Linked DNA regions of Rattus norvegicus: region 1 is linked to region 2. The links are chromatin contacts, called in public Hi-C maps. All regions are on one chromosome and are shown on one strand. Each heading gives the region's core, a stretch centred on a gene start, on an enhancer-like site or on the middle of the called end of the contact. The rest is flanking DNA. Distances are from core to core; before and after follow the strand shown.

Region 1 (5,964 bases), core at 1,098-3,597, 560 kb after region 2:
TTCATTCCTCAGTAATCCATGGGGTGTTACTAGTTGAAACAGAACAATTATTTCATGTGATGTAGATAAGTGTGTTTCATTTCTAAATTTTTCTTCAAGGGTAGAGGACATAGAGGAGAATGTGCCATGGGAAAACAAGCATGACATTTGCAAGAGTTACTTGTTTTGTGATTTGAAGCCACCTTTTTTGCTTGCATTTAGGGTCCTAATGGCCCACCTGGCCCTGCTGGAAGTCGTGGTGATGGAGGGCCCCCTGTGAGTATCTACAATTGACTTTTCTTTCTTAGCTTACGTACTAGTGACAGTTTGAAAGTTTCAGAATTCTGGTAAATTTGAACTGTGACAAGGAGGAGCTTGAGAGTCCTGTCCTTTAGAATCTGATCAGAAAAAGTATGAAGTTCACCAGTACTGAGCTTAAAGTCAGCTACATGAGCACTAACTCAATCCCAACTGCAACTCAGGGCCTCAGAGGTTTGCTGCTGCCCAATGAGGGAATAAACAAGGTCAAAAATCAGGCAATTTAATTGGAAAACAGAACCAGAATTTCTTTGGTACCTCTTATCCTTTTGTTAATGTCTTGATTCTTCTAACTAACTGAGTCTCCTTCTCAGCCCAGGTTTTCACCCCAACTCCCTAGAGCCCCAGAGGTCTCCAAGAATGAACCCCTCTAATGTTTTCCCTCCGTAGGCAATACTTAGCACACTGGCTCAATTTCATACTTCCTTCTCTGAGCAACACTCCTTTTCCTACTGCCCCCCCTCTCTCTCCCAGCCAAGAGGTCAATAAACATTCACATATCCTAATGAAAATATCTTATACTCTCCCATATCACCATCAGATAGCCTGCTAGCACTACAGAAAGTACCAACAACCTTAATGCAAAATGCAGGCATTTCATCTAGAAGTATACTGATAAGATGTGTAGACTACTAGAACCTTCAGGATCCTAGTTAACTGCTCCCCTACCTTAAACTGAGTGTTACCTCGTCTGTTTCCATCTTTAGCCCCGTGATAATTTTCCAAGGGGAAAACATCTTGTCTTATCCTAATTCCTAGAGTTGACTTGACTGAGTTTGAACATGTTTGGTTCTTAGGGTATGACTGGCTTCCCTGGTGCTGCTGGACGGACTGGTCCCCCCGGACCCAGTGTGAGTACATCATGCCCCAATATATCTCCATTTATACTCACCAGAAGACCAGGCCTCTGGTAGGAAATTAGGGAAGGAAACATCTATTAAAACAAATTGTCAATATTTGCAAATACTTTCCCAATTTAAAATTATGTTTAATGAATAAGACAAAACCATTACAAATTATATTCAGGGTATCAACTTAAATACTGTGATTTATTCATGCAAATACCAGCACCCTTTGGAATGCACAATCATTTTTCACAAAGAAAAGTGCAACAGGTGCTTTGGTCACGTATCTACTATTTCTCTGCCTAATTACCCTTTATGGCTAATATTCTGTCTCCAGTCTAAAGCCACAATTTAAAGGAATTTAAAGGTAGTGTGGTATCTAACTTAATTCTCATTCAGACCCTCCTGTCAGGACTCAAGAGAATTTAATTATCAAGGATTAAGTATTCCACTCGAGGTTTCAGAGGAAAAAGAAATAGCAAAGATGTTGATTTCTTAGAACCTTTTACACATTCATAACAGAAAAATCTTCGTTCCTTGTAGGCATTTAATTAAACCTAGTCAGGAGCATATGAGCTCCTCAGTTATGAACAGAACACCAGGGTTGGCTTTGCTCAAGAAAAAAATGGGCAGAGTCTGCAAAAATCCAAAGTTTCCTTCAACCAAGACTTAATCAGCAGACTTAAATCTCTTCCTGGTTCTGACTCCAATCCGCTGGGGTACCAAAGATACAAGATGTCTTGCCTTCATCACTAAAGGTTCCCGCTGATTCTCCCTCATCAATAGCTTTATTACGGGCAGGAAAGAGAAGTTTAAAAGTTCCAAAAATGCCTGGGATATTGTTTTACAGAGTGACACTGTTCAAATCCTAGTATCTAGGAGCAGGGCAGCTCCTCTCCAAGTCTGGAACAACCAAGAGAAAACAAATGACCTTATACATTTGATCACAGGGTATTACTGGCCCCCCTGGTCCCCCTGGTGCTGCTGGTAAAGAAGGTATTCGTGGTCCCCGTGGTGACCAAGGTCCAGTTGGCCGAACTGGAGAAATAGGTGCATCTGGTCCCCCTGGATTTGCTGGCGAGAAGGGTCCTTCTGGAGAACCTGGTACCACAGTAAGTGATTTCAAACCCCTTTTCTTCTCAACACTTGGGTAGAGTTAGAACAAAGCCCCTTTACAAACCCTCAAGCGTTCTGTATCTATTAGTGAGTAATGCAGGCTCTCGAGTTGAGCTCGACTGAGCCAGGGAATCTGCAGCACACAATAAGGTGCTGTGGTAGAGGCAGATGCACAGAAAGCACATGATAAGAATGACGGAGGTGAGGGACTGCAGCTTCTCTGTCACAGCCCTTTCTGCTCTCAGAGGGATCTAAGAATTAGCACAGAACCCTACTGCTGTGGCCAGCCTTCTGTAAATTAATCACGCTTCATACGCTGCTGACTCCTTAAACATTCCTGGTTCAGAATTACTGCAATTCCCGCCAAGTGCCCATATTAGACCTTCGAAGTCGAGATCAAAATTTTCTTCCCTGCGTAGAGTCTATGAAGATTAAATCCACACGCCCAATGGCTGTATTAATCTCAATGACACATATACATACCAAAATGTAAATTTGCTGTCATTCTCGGGGGAGGGGGTGGGAAAGACATTCAAGAATGTGTCCCACCAATTATAAGTCACTGGCCTGTTCCTAAACCCAAGACTCCTTGTCTTCATAGTCCTTGAGCTAGTCTGTATTATGAAATAGGGTCTTACCAGTAATAATCAGTATTTTTTCCTCTCATCTAGGGACCCCCTGGCACTGCAGGTCCTCAGGGTCTTCTTGGTGCTCCCGGTATTCTGGGTCTCCCTGGCTCTCGAGGTGAACGTGGCCTGCCAGGTATTGCTGGTGCTCTGGTGAGTTTGACGCCATTCTGATTCTCATTAACATAATAAAAGATTTTAAAAGCTGCCACTTCAGATGTGACAGATTGATCGCTGAATAACTCCACTTAAGTTTTTTTTTTTTTATTCATGGCATTTTCTTTATACAGATTACCTGTCACCTATCCAGGAAGCTTTAATACTACCTTACTTAGACACATACTGTAAAGGCACAGCTTCACATTATGCAGAATGATTTTTGTTCTTTCTACACGCTTAAGAATGATATAAGCTCTAATTGCATTTACTTCTCTGTGATGTGAAATCCTGGCATCATTTATCCCACAAGAAGAATGGGGCCGTTCACAGGAAGTTCATGAATCATTTCATTTAACCCTATACGTGACAGCAGCTTGAAGCCACCTTTATCCAGAAACGTATCGACTTTATGAATTAATTTTATTTGGGGTACATTAGATGCCGTCAGACCCTACTCCTATCCCCATACATAGTTACATCCACATGATGGATCCTCTAAGTGTAGGGAAGACAGAGGGAGGTTGACAGTGATGGTGATTCCTGCCATGTTGTGACCCATCTACATTCGACTTAGCTGCTCTCTTTCAACTAGAATTTTCTGGAGTTGTTTTTGGCATGTGTGGTCAGCATTCTATCTTGGGATAGTAATGTCATCTTATCTTCTCTGCCACTCTAGGGTGAACCTGGTCCTCTGGGCATTGCAGGCCCTCCTGGGGCCCGTGGTCCCCCTGGTGCTGTGGGCAGTCCTGGAGTTAATGGTGCCCCTGGTGAAGCCGGTCGTGATGTGAGTACTTGGCTCGTAAAATCAAACCAAGCAGGATCTCATTCTGTGTCAACTTCTAGTGTTGAACTGAGGTTCCATGCCCCGAGCTTCTAAACTAGATAATCTACTTCTCCATATAATGATCTTTCTTTGCAGTAAAACTATGAGAATTGCTTGGATTTGAAAATGGTCTTTAACTGAAAGACTGCAAATTGGGGCTTCAATATTTAATTTCTAAAAAAAAAAATCAAATTAGAAAGTTATTGCTCTCCCCCTTCTTTTAACTGTCTGAACACTGGGAATAATGAGGGCAGAGTAGCAGAGGCAGCGAGGCCAATGAATCACCAAGGCATCTTAATTTGCTTGATATTCTCTCATAGGGTAACCCTGGCAGTGATGGTCCCCCAGGTCGTGATGGTCAACCCGGACACAAGGTCAGGACACCTTTTCATCTTTCTCTAATTTAAGAGTGATCAAAATACCGACAGATTAATGCTAAGTTTCACTTTTGCCTCTGGTAGGGAGAGCGTGGTTACCCTGGCAACATTGGTCCCACTGGTGCTGCAGGTGCTCCTGGTCCTCATGGTTCTGTGGGTCCTGCTGGGAAACATGGAAACCGTGGTGAGCCTGTAAGTATGTAAATGTTGTCACCCTTGTGGACTTTACTGTGGCCTCACACTTGATCACTAAGGACATCAAGAGGATGGTCTTGAACTTGGCTGATGAGTTCTATTTTTCTTCTCTAATTCACAGGGTCCTGCTGGTTCTGTTGGTCCCGTTGGTGCTGTCGGTCCAAGAGGTCCTAGTGTACGTACATGGTGATAATTAATATTTAGGAATTAAGAAGAATGATTCTAAACCATCTACTTAGACAATAGATAAATATATAGGCTAGACTTTGGTGTTTTAGTCCAGAGTGAGAAATGATTCAGATGACTTTATTGATTTTAAGTCTATTCTGCATGTTCATGTTAGTTAGTCATAAGGAGGTAGCCCTTTTGTGCACTGCTCAGTTAAGGAAATGGCCAGAGAGGATGGCAGTCCAGTTAGACCTTTGTGTGCTTCAAGTGTTCTTTGTAAATGGATAAAACACCCTTCAAAGAGAGATAAGTGATGTCATTGTAAAAGAGCAGAAACCCATCTCTTTCTCTTTCTTTATAGGGTCCTCAAGGTATTCGAGGTGACAAGGGAGAGCCTGGTGACAAAGGGGCCAGAGGTCTTCCTGGCTTAAAAGGACACAATGGATTACAGGGTCTTCCTGGTCTTGCTGTAAGCAAAATATGACCTTGCATGAGTTCTAACTCAAATAACCTTCAGGTCCCTCCTCAGATGCCCACTGCTACTATGTAACACACACTACCTTCTAGAGCCATTCCAATTCTCCAGCTAACCCCACCTCTCTCAGAGAGGATCCAGTTTCATACTCTAGCCCAAAGAGGTAAGGGTTAAAGGAGCCAGAAACAGCCGTATATTAACATCTCCAGGCAACAGTGTCCTTCAACCCCACTTAAAATAAATATAATTAGAGGGATGAGTAATATTGCACTGTTCAAATGGCTTGCGGAAAAAAATAATTGAGCATAATACATATAATGAAAGAAAAGAGCTCCACTTTACATTCTCAATTTTCTCAATCCGGAGTCCATTGAAACGAAAGTTTTGATTCAATTTGGAAAGGAAAAAAAAAAACCTATCTACTGATGCATGTTCTGACAATACTTTATTTTCTCTGTTCTCTCTTTGAAGGGGCTGCATGGTGACCAAGGAGCTCCTGGTCCCGTGGGTCCTGCTGGTCCCAGGGTAAGTGAATCAAAATTAAAGTCCTTCTCTTGAACTAAAGAATTATCTAGGCAGTGAGCCCTAGGCTACTGCTACCTGTGGGGTTTTACTCATTCATAAGCACTCGGTATTCTTTCTCTTTAGGGTCCTGCTGGTCCTTCTGGCCCCATTGGCAAAGATGGTAGATCTGGACATCCTGGACCAGTCGGTCCTGCTGGCGTTCGTGGCTCTCAGGGTAGCCAAGGTCCCGCTGTAAGTATGACTGGGAGGGATAGTTTAGGGCTTCCCTGACCAATGGAATGCTTCCTTCAGACTAAACCAATGAGATTTTGATAGCACATGGGAGTAGCTTCACTTCAGTAGCTCTCTGAGAAGTTTG
Region 2 (6,214 bases), core at 2,821-5,320:
GAAATTCTATTATTGAGAATTCAGATGGTCATTTAACGACAGGAAACACCCGCATCTCAAACCGCTTCTTTCCTCTAAACATATTTTTGTGAAAGGCCTTTTTGAGCTTTTAGGAAGCCATATGGAATGTGTCAACACAATTCTAGTGTATGCTTCTGAAACCTAGCTAGGTTCCATGTTACTCTCTCTTTTCCCCCAAATATCCACTTTCCCACTACGCATATGGAAAAGTTACATGCTGTGTATTTTTAAAACTTGGAGAGGTGAAGGACCATTAGTTATTTCCTGCTGAGTAGTGAGTGTCCTTTTCCTGGCTTTAAACAAAACCCGGATGTAAGTTGGACATGGACACACACACACACACACACACACACTAAAGGAACAAAAGTAAAACTTTTGTCTCCAGCCCAGCAGCAACTCCCCTGGGCGTGGCAAGGGTCCTGAGCCAGTCCTGCCCAGATCTGTGACCTGGTTCTGCAGGGTCTGCAGCCTTCCAGGAGCAGCCAGGAAGATGTCTCAAACTTAACCCTCTGCAAGCTGCCAGGCTAAAGGGCTGGTAGAGCCTGGAGAAGCCGCCCTGAGGTTGCTTGGAGTCTGGGAAAGGCCATCGGGAGCAGGCTTGGGCAGGAAGCTGAGCCCCCGGGGAGCTGAGAGCTGCGGTTCGAGCCAGTCACGTCCTGCGCACGGAGGGCGGGTAGCCTCGGCCCGCCGGTATTTGGGGAAGCGTCCCAGTTCTAGGCGCTTCCAGTGGCTGCCTTGCACAAGTGACTTCTGGGCCCAGCTCTGGGGCAAAGATGCCCGCCCTTCACATTGAGGATCTGCCGGAAAAGGAAAAACTGAAGATGGAGGTTGAGCAACTTCGCAAAGAAGTGAAGTTGCAGAGACAACAGGTAAGCTGGCTGCCTATTCCAGAATCCCCTCTCAGAAATGAGCCAAGGTCAGGATTACCAGAATAAACTATGGGGGAGGGGGTGTCTCTTCTTCTGGAAGCTTCTCTTTAAGGGGGCTTTAAGGAGGCTGGCAGCTGCTAAATAATATGGGGAAATTGCAAAAGGTGAGAAGAACCAGGAACTAAGAAGGGATTTATATATAAAGCCAAATGTCATCAAGACACAGTCCCAAACAGGGGAGACAAACAAATCCCAAAACGGGCAGCTACCTTCCATCCTGCAGAGGATCGTGGATGACAAATTTTCTAAAGCCACGTTTCAAAATCCCCCAACTTTAGCTTTGATTTTGTGAAGACCCTGATTCCACTGGGTCTTGAGAGCAAGCTGCCTGAGTTTCCGTTATTTACCAATTGTGTGCAATTTCCAATTTGTCTTGTAAGTGTGTGAAATGATTAATATCGTGCTTTCTGTATTTACTTATAAACACGTAATTTTGTTTATACTGCACGGCATATGGCTGCAAACTAAACTAACTAACTAACTAACTAACTAAACAACTAGCTACATGCTGGATGTGGTGGTACATGCCTATAATTCTCAGTCACTTAGGAGGTGGAGGCAGGAGGGTCAAGAGTTCCAGGCCACCTTGGCCAGTCAAGAAAAAAACACTCAGGAGTCTTCACTGAAATTCCATGGATAACTTGGAATTTCTACTTCAATTTTTGTCTGGTGGCAGGGGCCTTTATTACATTAAACTTCTTTTCCCTCTCTGTCAAGAAATCCGTAGTTTAGAAAAAGGCTTTTGGATAGTTTGTTCACTTTGAAGAAAAGTATTCTTTTCCCCCGGAGCAAGAAAATTTGAACTGACGTTGTTTCTTTTATTATTATTACTTTTACGTTTTTATGGTCCTGGTCAGTCTGCCCTCTCCCAGATCCACATCCCCCCACCCCATGCCAGGACTTGCCACTTCCTGGGGCTTCAAGTCTCTCCAGGGTTAGGGGCATCTTCTCTCACTAAGGCCAGACCAGGTAGTCCTCTGCTGTAGATGTGTCCAGTGGGGGTGGGGCTGGGGCTCTACCAACTAGTGCTTGCTGCCTGGTTGGTGACTCAGTGTCTGAGAGATCTCAGGGGTCCCTGTTAGTTGAGACCGCTGGTCTTCCTATGAGGTCGTCCTCCTCCTCAGCTTCTTCCAGCCTTTTTTTATGGGCTGATGTTGTTTGTAATAGTTTGGGGTTACTAGGGTTCAAACTTCAGGCACTGTGTATGTGGTCACCTCTGAGTCACACCTCAGGCTCTTTGATTTTTACCTTCTGTTCACACTTTAATATTTGCAAAAAAAATGAACAGAAATGAAGCAGATGATATAAACAGGCTCCAAACACATTCACGATAAGCCTTAATACTCCTCAGTGGTTACTGGGAGATGCTGGAAGTTGTTGAGTTTTACAGTTTTACGCATTTACCCCCTCAAATGCAGCTCCCTGCTTCATACAAATTCACACTCTTCCAAGATTTTACAGTGGGATATCATATTTTTCCTGTCACTTTAAGAAATCATGTGATTAGAGGAATAAGCCAGTTGATAGGACTAACAGATCATGTTATTTCTTGGAGGGGGCTGTCTTGGCTGATGACAAAGCCCTCAGTTTGGACAGGGTCAGCCAGAGGGATTGCACATGAAACAGCATGGTGTATAGTGTGTGCTTAAATAATGCTTAACCTTTGCAAAGCTGGAAGGTCTTACATCATTGTGTCGAATTCACAGGCTAGAGGAAAGGACAAGTTCCAAAGTTGACATCAGGCAGCATCCTGGGTGTGTCAACGTAAAACTCAAGCATCTTTTTTTACAGTTTTCCCCAGTCAGTCACTGCAGGCCTAGGGTACACCCTACATCACAGGTCTCTCATTTCAGAAAATTCTAGGTGTCTGCTAGGAAGACAGAAGTATTTAGAGTGGTTCTTCCTAGACACGAAGAGGATTGTGGAACTCCTTCCAGTTCCCAAATGTTTTATTTTCAGTATAGAGGATTATATTGATGCTGGGCAAGCACTGTGGTGCTTGGATTACACTCAACCCCTCACTTGAAAGACACAAAACCCCTTTGTCCCAGAGAAGAAGCCAGGTCCTCACTTACAGCCACAGAGGACCCTTAAGGCAGGTACTTCAGTTGTCTTTCCCCAGCATCTTCCAGATCAGCCTTTCAATCCTTGGTTGACACCTGGGCTATGTGCTCTGCTCAGGCCAAACCCAGATACACAGGTTACATCTGGCTGCAGCTAATTAATTATTGGTCAGATGTACTCTCTCGATCCTAGAAGGAGCAATTACCCACTTTTCGAGATTATGGATATTTTCAGAACCCCAGCGAAAGAGCCTTTGCAAGAAGAGTGGGGACCCGGATCGTACTCAGGTGTTTCACTCGAACCACAGACTCTGAATCTTTACACTCCCTTACCAGCACTGAGCACTCCCTTAGAACATACAAACTGTGACTCCCAGCATTAGATTCTTGCAAAGACAGAACTTATCACATTTTAATTCCTGTAACTGTTCGACCCGCTTTTAAATTTTGGGTCCGTTCTACACACGGCCATGCAACCAGAGCTTTAGGGTTTGGGGAGGAAATAATGAAACAACGGGATTCCCACTTCTGTTTATTTTTGAGTGTCGCTTTTTAATTGCTCGTTGGTGTTTCATAATTATGCAAAAATGTGTTAGCACTGTGGTAGCTGCACTTGTTTATAAATAGTGATGCATCTTTCGAGATACATATGTATACATGTTTAGAGAGATTCACTCAAAGGCCGCTTTTCATAAATCTCTCACTTTTACTTTCAACATAGTACTTGCAAAACAGACACTTTGGACACACTCAGCCTTGCTTTTCATTTCCAGTTTATTCTCTTTTAAAAAAAAAAGATTTAAATCTGCAACTTGTCTCTAAGGATAGAATTTTAAAGAGACTCTTCAATCCCGTCCCATGAGAAGAAAAGTTTAAGTTGACTCCCTAAACTCTGTAGTCTCAGATTGTCCCACTAAGCCTCTAGGAAAGCCTTTAATACAATAATTGGCTGATTCATCAGAGGAGTTTTGAGCCAAGACTTGGAGTGAGGTGGATAGACAAACCTAACATCCTTTGTCAGCCTTTCCCTGCCACTGCTCTGCATATGACTCTGACTCCATGGAGTTCTGGAGTATGACGTGACCTACTCACTTCAGTGAGTCATGTGGTACAACACAACCCTGCACAGTCCGCAGGGACTGCCTAATGGCTGCCCTTTATCCAGAGAATTTGAACACAGCAGATCCGTTGTATTTGCATTTTAGAGAGTAAGGAAATCATGGAATGAGTATGAATAGAAAATTTCATGGGGAACTATTAATACAATGATTTTCAATCATTTGTTACTTGAACAATATTTCTCTCATAGATTGTATGGCATATATAAATAGAATAAAATAATGATTTAGACTAGGAAAATATTTTTTTAAAGTATGGTTTGTGAGACTATGTGAACCTCACCCCAACCCCCCTCCCAAAAAAGCAAAAGCAAACAAACAAACAAAACAATCAGTGGTGAAGTTCAATTTCCTTGACATAATTTGTTTCTTCTGATCTCCTCTCCCTATACTCCAGGTGTCTAAATGTTCTGAGGAAATAAAGAACTACATTGAAGAACGTTCTGGAGAGGATCCTCTGGTAAAGGGAATTCCAGAAGACAAGAATCCCTTCAAAGAAAAGGGCAGCTGTGTCATTTCCTAAGGAACTCTGGAGGGAAATTGTTTTCAGTTGGGTCAGATTGTTCTTTTGTTTAATTTTTCCCCCAAATGAAGCCAAAGTGTGTGTGAAGAATTGAGGAAAAAATGAAATCGAGAAAAAGACTGTCATATAAGCACTCTCCAAGCACTTTGTGCATAGAACAAACCTGCTTCTCACCCACACACCCTCTCTCAGAGGAGAGCACCTGAGTGCAGTTATGGGATGAAGGCCTGGCTCTCCCTTTCAATATACTGCTTGCTGTCTCCAATAAAGTTTTACCTTGAAAAAAAAATCAATGGTAGTGACCTAAGATAGCACCTTTTATTCATTAACTCTTGAGTTTCCTTCTATAACCTGTCCAGTGTTTGGGGTTTATGTCATAAGATTAGGAATATAAATGACGTGGTTTGCAACACAGCTCTCCCTTACTCATGTGTTTACAATGCCAAAGTCTGACTTCTGGAATGTGTTAGATTTAACTATTAGAGAACCCAGCGGGTAGGATTCCTAATGACATTAACAGGAGTCAGGTGGTGAGTCAGGAACTTTGCCAAACCAAGTCGACATTAGCACATCCCTGGTTTGCGATGATTCAGTTCAAAATATCCCTGCAGCAGTGTCCTTGGGAAATGGGACAAGTATGTGAATGGGAAAAAGAACCCTCATCCAAGAATGCTGGCTGCCAGGGCTAGTTCTTTTGCTGACCCAGATCTACATTCCTTGTTCTCTCCAGGTCTGGGGATGGTTCCTCTTTAGTTCTGTGGCCTCTGGGTAGATGTTTGAATGTCTTCCACCTCTTCCTCCTCTTCCTCCTCTTCCTCCTCTTCCTCCTCTTCCTCCTTTTCCCTTTTCCCCTCCTTCATCTTTTATCTTCTCCAAAAGATACAGTGAATTTTGACTAATTTAAAAAGATCAATTGGATGTTTTCCTGTCATTGTGAAAGCTCACCATGTCTTCTTTTCCTCCTCTATTGCTGCTGTCCATTACAAGCCCCTCCTTCCAATCAATGGCCCCACTTTCTATGGCAAGTTGAGCTTCTGTAGTTTTAAGTACAATTCATGCTGAGGTCATTATGAAGGCACCTGTGACTAAGACAGCAATGAAAGAGACATTTCTTCCTCTGGAAAAAACTTTTCTCATTTCCCCCGTCTCTTGTTTTGGGATTGTTAGAGATTTGGAATGAAAGTGAAATAAAATCTTTACAAATAGGTTCTGGTTCAACTATGTCTAGTTACTAACATGCTCTATGGCATTAAATGTGGTATCCAAAGACTATATTTCTCCTAGAGTGAAAAGCTTATCTGTTCTCTGGGTTAAGTTTGCAGGTTTTCTTTCCCAGCCAAGTCAGAGAGCCCATGCCTTCAACAGCTTCCTGGAGTCTGTCAGCCTTCTCACTTGGGAAGTCTGGTTTTTCCCCCTGTCAACAAGAGAACAGGATACTCAGGCTTTTGAAAAAGTAATTATATAAGACTTAACACAGGGACAGTTTCCTGCCATTTTCCAAATGACGACATCAGTTGGGGCTACTGGAACCAAGGGATAATTTTAGTTCAGAGCACCATC

Evidence for each region. A called contact is a pair of places that touch in the nucleus more often than the background predicts.
Region 1: a contact with region 2 is called in a Hi-C map of Schwann cells, with 6 times the contacts expected there. The contact joins two enhancer-like sites.

The regions. Positions count from the first base shown.
Region 1 is chr4:33,543,879-33,549,842 of GRCr8, forward strand. It overlaps Col1a2 (collagen type I alpha 2 chain), which reads left to right. Exons shown (of 52, transcript NM_053356.2): 38 at 202-255; 39 at 1,095-1,148; 40 at 2,093-2,254; 41 at 2,930-3,037; 42 at 3,720-3,827; 43 at 4,187-4,240; 44 at 4,328-4,435; 45 at 4,560-4,613; 46 at 4,968-5,075; 47 at 5,553-5,606; 48 at 5,730-5,837. Among named protein-coding and RNA genes, the nearest start is that of Col1a2, 28 kb to the left of the region's middle. Within about 2 kb of position 2,348, at least 4 of the 93 cell types and tissues checked have an H3K27ac peak or open chromatin away from gene starts, as enhancers often do. A contact at or near this core is called in Schwann cells, where this site is marked.
Region 2 is chr4:32,977,196-32,983,409 of GRCr8, forward strand. Gng11 (G protein subunit gamma 11) reads left to right here and starts at 486. Exons shown (of 2, transcript NM_022396.2): 1 at 486-890; 2 at 4,529-5,926. The coding sequence starts at 795. The coding sequence ends at 4,654. Within about 2 kb of position 4,071, at least 6 of the 93 cell types and tissues checked have an H3K27ac peak or open chromatin away from gene starts, as enhancers often do. A contact at or near this core is called in Schwann cells, where this site is marked.